2 separate regions of the Hordeum vulgare genome follow, and region 1 is linked to region 2. Evidence: chromatin contacts called from public Hi-C data. All regions are on one chromosome and are shown on one strand. The core of a region is the stretch at or near the end of the contact, and the rest is flanking DNA. Distances in the headings are between cores, read along the strand shown. Region 1 holds the start of LOC123397954. Region 2 holds the start of LOC123396722 (O-fucosyltransferase 35).

Region 1 (3,887 bases), core at 831-3,330, 170 kb after region 2:
CCATCCAATGCTCCTACCATCTGCCCTTATTTTGGCTCATGGAGATGCATGAAGTGAAACAAGTTTTTAAGAGAACTGATGGTCTTTTTCTCATGACCGATGAAAACTTTACATTTTAAAGTTACATAATAAATGTTTGTTCTAGAAATAATGTAAAACTAAAAAAAAACAGCATGGCATCACAGTACCATGCATTGACCTACCAGACCAATAAAAAGGTGGTGACATAATACACAGTATTAAGTAGTCCATATGACAAAACTCCAGCAGCACCATATCTCTTCAATTGTTCTAGCAACCTGAACCAGCAATAGGACATGAGAAATGGTGAACTATCATTTTATAACACAAAATTGAAAGAGTAAACGGGATATGTCATTCCAAGTATTGGCATAATTTTCCGTAGGGGACGTATTGGTATAATCATGAAAAAGGTTCGAGAGCTTCAACCTGACATTCATTAGCCTCGGTTGCATGGATGGCGCTAGGTTCTTCTGTAATACTACATGCAAGGGTGTCGGTATAACAATCCATGACTAGGGTTGAGTTGTTAGGCTCAGTGAGATGGATGATGCAAGGTTCTTCTGTAACAAATGCAAGGGTATGACTCACAGTACCATTATATGCTACTATATATTAGTCCTAGCCTAGCAAAAAATTTCTGCCCACATATGTTTGCATAAAAAACATAATAATTTTCACGCGAATCCAAATAAATACAAGAGAACCAACTTTGGTGAGGCCTTCTGCTTCTCTGAGTACATTCTAGTGCTGAATGCAAACTCAACTGTTAAGCTAAAGTCCTGAAGACTGTTATGGGACAAGATAAAACGAAGATGTAATTGTCTTTGGATTTACAGTTAGTTGTGAATACTCTTTAGGTGAAAATCTTCTGAACAAATCTTTGCCATGATTTCTTTCCCCTGTATGAAAGAAGAAAACAATTCAGCCCTAGTTTTTTTTTTTTTGGAGAAGCAAAGTTAGTACTCCCTCCGTACCTAAATATAAGTCTTTTAAGATATTTCACTAGGTGTCTACATACGAAGTAAAATGAGTAAATCTATACTCTAAAGTATGTCTATATACATCCGTATGTAGTCTATTAGTGAAACATCTAGAAAGACTTATATTTAGGAACGGAGGGAGTACATGCTACAAACATCATACCGGTCGAGCCTCCTTGTGTCTGCTTCGTTTCTTCACTATTAACTGCGTCAACCTAACAAAAAAATGCAGATCAGAATATGCATCAACAAAAAACATGTACCCAAATCTAAATTACATTATCATAATTGTTCATTTTGTAAAGAATTCCATTAATTCCTTATTCCCCAAATGAGTTGTTTACAACTTTACATAACAACACCAGTCACTACCTATGGGGATTTACAAAAGGTCAAAACTCGCATCAGAGTTACACTCCCAACAATGCAATATAAATTCCATGAATATGATGTACGCATTGCAGACATGCTTTTGTCTGCCCAACAAAAGCGCAAGTAATTTCAGGATTTTGCCTATCAAAGAAGCGCCATGAGTAGCTGATTGCCTCTGCTCTCATCACACCATAAATCCAAATTTTACTACTACAGCATTTGAGAATTATTATCTTCTAAATTCCAGGAAGACAACAAACAGTCTAACCTTAATCTAGTCTTTCCTTTAGTTTGCTTTCCCAGCACCGCTCTAGCGAACGGAAAACGAACACACGCTTCTTTTTTCCGGGAAGAAACGCGCGCATATGCATTACCGATCTGGTTAGAAATGATGGGGGTAAAATGAATGAGAATTCGCTACCTCTCCGGAGGCATCAGAGCAGCGGATGGGGCCTGGTAGGCGCGACCTTCCGGCGAGAGGGGATGGTCGCCGTTGCTGGAAGGAGACGGAGGAAGCCCTCGATGCGCCGCAGAGGGAGATGGGGCCGCGGGGGGAGACGGTGGAAAAGGCGGAGGACGAGGGGGCGGGTGTGCTGGGATTGGGCCGCGCGCCGGCGGTGGGGGGAGGCGGAGATGCCGACGCCATGTCCCGCGGTTGCGGTTCGGCGGCGGGGCCGTGGGTGGTCGTTGCTGGGAAGCTGATGGATATGTATCCCCTGTATCGTGGTAGCCTGCGTGGTCTGGACGGGTCACTAGGAGCTGAGAATGTTCTCCATTTTACTGAAAAGTTCTTTTTTTTATAACACACCCACTTTATAGATCATGGCATAATGTCCATACAAATAGTTTCCCGGATGCATTCCGGGGATACACCACGTCAAACACGACACTCTAGCTGATTACATGATCGAGCCAACAAATGTGCAGCAACATTTTGTTCCCGACGCACATGAAATATAGAACAACTAGTGAAAGAAGCTCTAAGTTGCTTGATGTCCTGAATGACAGGACCACAGATAGATCGATCCTGGCTCAGCGAATTGATACGCTGGACAACCGTCAAACAATCAGAACCAAGTAAGACATCCTGAGTACCTTCACACAATGCAAATTGCAAGCCTCTCTGAATTGCAATGGCCTCCGCTAGCTCAGGAAGGATCACATGAGGAACACCAATACCACAACAAACAATGCAAGAACCTGAATGCTCTCGCATCACCACTCCTACCCCCCATGCTCCTGTCATGTGTAAAAAGGGCAGCATCAACGTTTATCATCACCTTACCTGCCGGCGGCGGAACCCAGGATGTTGTTTTAGAGGGTTCACGCCTATGGTTGGTTGTGGTAATGAACAAATGCTCCACTATCATGTCAACATAAGCTTTAATTTTCAGAGCAAGACTAGAAGGATGCTGAGTAATATTTTCTTCTCGGAGTTTATTTCGAGCATCCCAAATATGCCAACACGTGACTGCCAGAACTGTAGCAGCAAGATCATCGCAACGAGCCAAAAAATCAAAGATCCATGTTTTGCAATTTGTGAATCCTTTTCGACTAAGATGCAAGTTGAAGTAATCTTTAACATCAGACCAAACCGCTTGTGCATAAGGGCAAAATAGCAATGCATGTTCTACGTGCTCATCAACAGAACAATGGACACAAACCTTAGATGCAGGAATATGTCGCTGGTGTAGTTGCATTCCGGTTGGCAAGCAATCATGAGAGAATCTCCATATAGTTATCAACATCTTCCCTGCGCCTTGATCGCCCAGATTTTGTTCCACGATATAGCATCACTTTGGAGATTAGAAGACATACCACAACCCGAATTGCTGCGGGATGCGATCATCTTTGTCATCCTGGCCAAATGATAGGCAGACCGGACCGAGTATGTACCAGAACGGGTATGCGGCCACGATACAAAGTCAGTGTCCCCAAAACCACCGATGGGAAGTTGTAGTGCTTGATCCGCAATCGATTCCTCAAAGACTGATCAGACTAGTTGAATGTTCCAAGTAAAGCCATCATCAACAAAGAGCGAATTCACCCTCTGGCTAGCCGAGAGAGGAGACAACAAATGCAAAAACTGAGGATTCACACCAGGGATCCAATGATCCTCCTGAATCTTAATGGTAGCACCGTTACCCACACCCCATCGGATTCCTCTCTCGACAAGTTCCATGCCATGAAGTACATTAATCCCAAATCATACAACAATTGTTCTACAGTAATTTTTTCATTAATAAAAGAAAGAAGGGAAAATCTAAGCTACACAAATGCACAGCCACTTTTCGGTGCGGCGGTTGATGCGCACAACTTGGAGAGCTCGTTTAGCAGCATTGTATTTTAAAAAAGATTTATCTTCCAAATCGTTATCTTAATTAATGATCCGTTTTCATCATTGACTTTATCGCGACGAGATCTTCAAAACTAGATCCTATGTTGACATGTTTCGATAACTTTTGTTTTCGTCGGTACTTGCCAGATTACTATAACTTACTTATCACATTA
Region 2 (3,721 bases), core at 324-2,823:
AAGCTTCTGCCAAAAGATCCTTGCTTAAGAAGTTCCAAATAGAGCTACAAAGCCTAGAACATGTTGATTGCATGCACCGACCAGTTCACGCAACACTTAAGTTGAGGAAAGATGGCCGGACATTAAACTCCAGCTGTCCAAGTCCAACAGAATACAATAAACCCAACCTAGCTGTTTTCAAGCAGACCAATTGCACAGGCATCCATTACATTATGCTAAAAACATGTCTAGATTCTTACTACTTTTAACAATGAGAATCAGATTCCATCAGATTTTTTTCCAGCTCTTGTTTGACTTGTCCAGAACATCAACAAAAATGGTAGAGATTAGAGAAGTAGGCAAAATTGCAAGTTAACGTTTAGAATGCCAATGATTGATCATAAAAATAGGTTATTATATAAAAGAATGGCCGGTGAATCTAGACAGTTAACAACTTGACATGTTTTTCATAACTCTAGCTAGTCCTCGTAACATCTCAGTTGGTAATCAACATCATTGCTACTACGTAGTACATCATTTGTAACTCTTCGTAGAAATGTGTTCGTGATAAGAACTAATAAGAAGTACTCCCTCTGTAAAGAAATATAAGAGTGTTTAGATCATTACTTTAGTTATCTAAACGCTCGTATATTTGTTTACGGAGGGAGTACTAGTGAGGATAATAAACACATTTTCATCAGTGCAAAAGAAGAGAAGAAATGGAGAGTTGTTGGAACACTAGGTCCGTCCGTTGATTGCTCCCTCGGAAGGAACATTCCCGAGTGGCAGCGAGGAGTCTAAACCAGAATGCAGTTTTGAAGCTTCCATACATACCTGCAAATCATCGGCAGCTGGTAGCGCTGACCGGCCGCCTGCCCAGATCTTGACGACGCCGAGAAGCAGGCAAACGCCGCAGAAGGCGAAGAAGAGCAGGTTCCCGAGCTTCCTCCTCTCCCGGATCCCCAGCCCCAGCACGACGTCGCCGGCGCCCCCGCCGGCGCCCGGGCGCTTGAAGAGGCGGAAGCGGAGCTGCTGCTGGTGCTGGTGGTGGAGGCCGGCGGCGCTGGGGGAGGCGCTGGAGGAGGCCTCCGCCGCGTCCTTGGGCGGGCTGCCCAGCCCGTCGGTCCGCGGCGAGCGCGGGGAGCCGCTGATCTGAAGCTCGATCTCGCCGCCGGGGCAGCGCTTGAAGGAGTTGGCGCGGCGGGTCATGTACCCGCCTCCGGCGACGCGGGGGCTGTGCAGGCGCGGGAGGTGGTCGCCGGCACCACCGGCACCTCCACCGGAACCTCCGCCCGCGGCCCCGGAGGCCCCGCCGCCGTGCTTGGGTTGGTAGCCCATGCGGCGCGGGGAGCTCCAGCAGTCCCACCCAACCCACGGTACGAGGACCTCGACCTGGACGAACTAGTGGCGCCGGGTTCCGAGTGGTGCCCCAGCTGGTCGTCCCGGCAGTAGCATGATATGATGGCTAAGTGAGGGGAGGCGCCATTAATGGAGCTCGGTTGGGAAGTGAATGGGGCAGTGAGGTCGCGACCGAGGGGGACGGCCGACGACGTGAGGCGCCACTCCACGTCCAGGTGCGTAGTGGGATACGCACGGCACTGGAACGGAAACGGTCAGGGCGGAGGGCGGTAATTACGGGCCCCTGCCATGCCACTTGGAGGCGCCGCCAGATTAGGGATTTGATTTGATTTGATTTGATTTGATTGATTATTTTATCCTTTGTTTTTCCGTGTCTGGTATACGTAATAATAAAGGCCGTTGTTGTCCGAAGGGAGGAAAAGGGCGGCAATATATTAAATATACGTCGACGCTGTCACGTGCGCGGCTCGTGCTTTGGCCGGTACGCTGCATCCTTCATGCATGGGACCCAGTGGGAAGGAGGCCTTGGGGCTGTCTCTAGTCTAGTCTGCACTCTCTACTCGTTGACGCGTAAAGTGGTTGGCGTGGTGTGGGTCTTGGTTTGTCCGGCTCTCGTTCGATCTTTTCCGTGCGCTGCCGTGCGGAGGATCGCCTAGTTCTGCATGCATACGGAGATTGAAGTTGTCCAGATCCGGCTTGACTCGTCCAAGACATGCGAGCGGCGGTGTGGACCCGTCAGGTTGGCGCATGCTCGTCGTGGGTTACGACCATTTCGTTTCTGGTAACGTTTGCTTCGACTTGTGCTCTTACTTGGCGTTGGTGGTTTCGGATCTCGGGATTTTTGGTGAAAGTCCCGACTACGGATGAAAATCAACTCGGTCGTTGTCGACGGTAACGGCATCCTAGGGCGTCGTCTTCCTTTTTGAAGGTATCGTTGTGGGGTCGTCCGTCCTTTCTATCATATAACGTGTGATCCGAGTGAAGACCTAAGATCAGGCAGTAGCAGATCGGGTGACGACGGTGTCTTTAACATCGTTTTCCTTCTTAAAGGTGTCACCTTGGAGATCCCGATGATGGGTTCTGATGGTGTTCTCGATTGAAGGTAGAGTGTGGGTTTGTGGTGCTGTTGGTGGATCTTTTTTTTTTTTGCACTGCCTTTTGCATTGCTTTTTTTTTTGGAGGGCTCTTGTAACACCTTCTTTCGATCAATGAATTTGATAATGCTACTGTCGACATTAAAAAAAACTTTTGTCATTTGTTATGGGATCAAGCTCACGCACGATCAGGAGCTATCGTTGATCAAATAATTCTTCGTTTACTACCACTTGCCCTGTTGCTAGTCTTGTTTTATTGCTCAACATGCAAGGTTTCTAGTTTCGAGGGAATGCACCCTTGCCATGCCGTGCTCCCTTGAAAGAAGAGGAGAATGTATTATAGACCGGGTAATGATCTTAACTTAAGCTTAAAGTGGAAATCTTGTACTTTATGTCCAACTCTACGAGTAATTTCTCCTGACCCCATTCTCCAGTTTGTTAATGCAACTATATCACATTGCATACAATGTGCTATTATGAAATATGCACTTGGTTGCGTCAACTTACGGATTGTTTCATGCTGAAATCCACAAATGCTTGTACATTTAAGTGTTTGTATAGGAGATTTGTCGTATAAATTAGCCTGGCCCACCCATCATTAGAGAAGAGAAGCCTGGAAATTGGAACCTTGGAATCGTATTTACGGGGAGAGGCCCTTCAAACTATTCATATGAATCAAGTAATGAATTAGACATCTTCTATAGTTTAGGTCCTCTCTATAAACTCTATGTTCATTTACATATAGTGCTATCAGGATAATTATCTGCAAGAATCTTGTAAAATGATAAATATCATCGAGAAGTTTGTTAAGCATCCCAGGGATCAATCTTCAACAATCCTTGGGCTTCCAGAACATACTGCACCGGAAAGTCTATTATATTTCCAGAATGTGCTCATAACTATTCTTATTTGTATAGTTGGATAACATGGCATTATTGTATGTGCACTATTTCGTTAGTTGCTGGATTCATGTCATACCAAGAAACATCATTGTGACAATTGGATAGAGATTCCTCGATGACCCCTTGAGATGAAAGCACGCTTCTCATCTTATAGCGTTTGCTATGATTGCACTAGCACAAGCTATTTTCGTATGCTCCATTGTTCTCACTTTTTATGAATGTTAGCGTGTCATATTAAAGATCATGCATATTTTTACCGAAGGCATGCTAGTTTGTTTACAAAAACAATAATAACAACAAAGCATATTTGTTGGGGGTAGACTAGAAGTGAAATTCATAAGATCTTGCGACCAACTAAACGTGTTCATGGGCAGCCCGACCCGACTT

Evidence for each region. Hi-C and Micro-C count contacts between places; a contact is called where the count stands out from the background.
Region 1: a Hi-C map of seedling shows a contact between it and region 2, with 2.5 times the contacts expected there. The contact joins the promoter of LOC123397954 here to the promoter of LOC123396722 in region 2. A contact is called at or near these places in 2 of 6 Hi-C or Micro-C datasets (leaf and seedling).

The regions. Positions count from the first base shown.
Region 1 is chr5H:429,472,632-429,476,518 of MorexV3_pseudomolecules_assembly, forward strand. It overlaps LOC123397954, which reads right to left and starts at 2,081. Exons shown (of 8, transcript XM_045092464.1): 1 at 1,798-2,081; 2 at 1,168-1,219; 3 at 875-923; 4 at 204-299. The coding sequence starts at 2,022.
Region 2 is chr5H:429,305,967-429,309,687 of MorexV3_pseudomolecules_assembly, forward strand. It overlaps LOC123396722 (O-fucosyltransferase 35), which reads right to left and starts at 1,574. Exons shown (of 9, transcript XM_045091574.1): 1 at 814-1,574. The coding sequence starts at 1,317.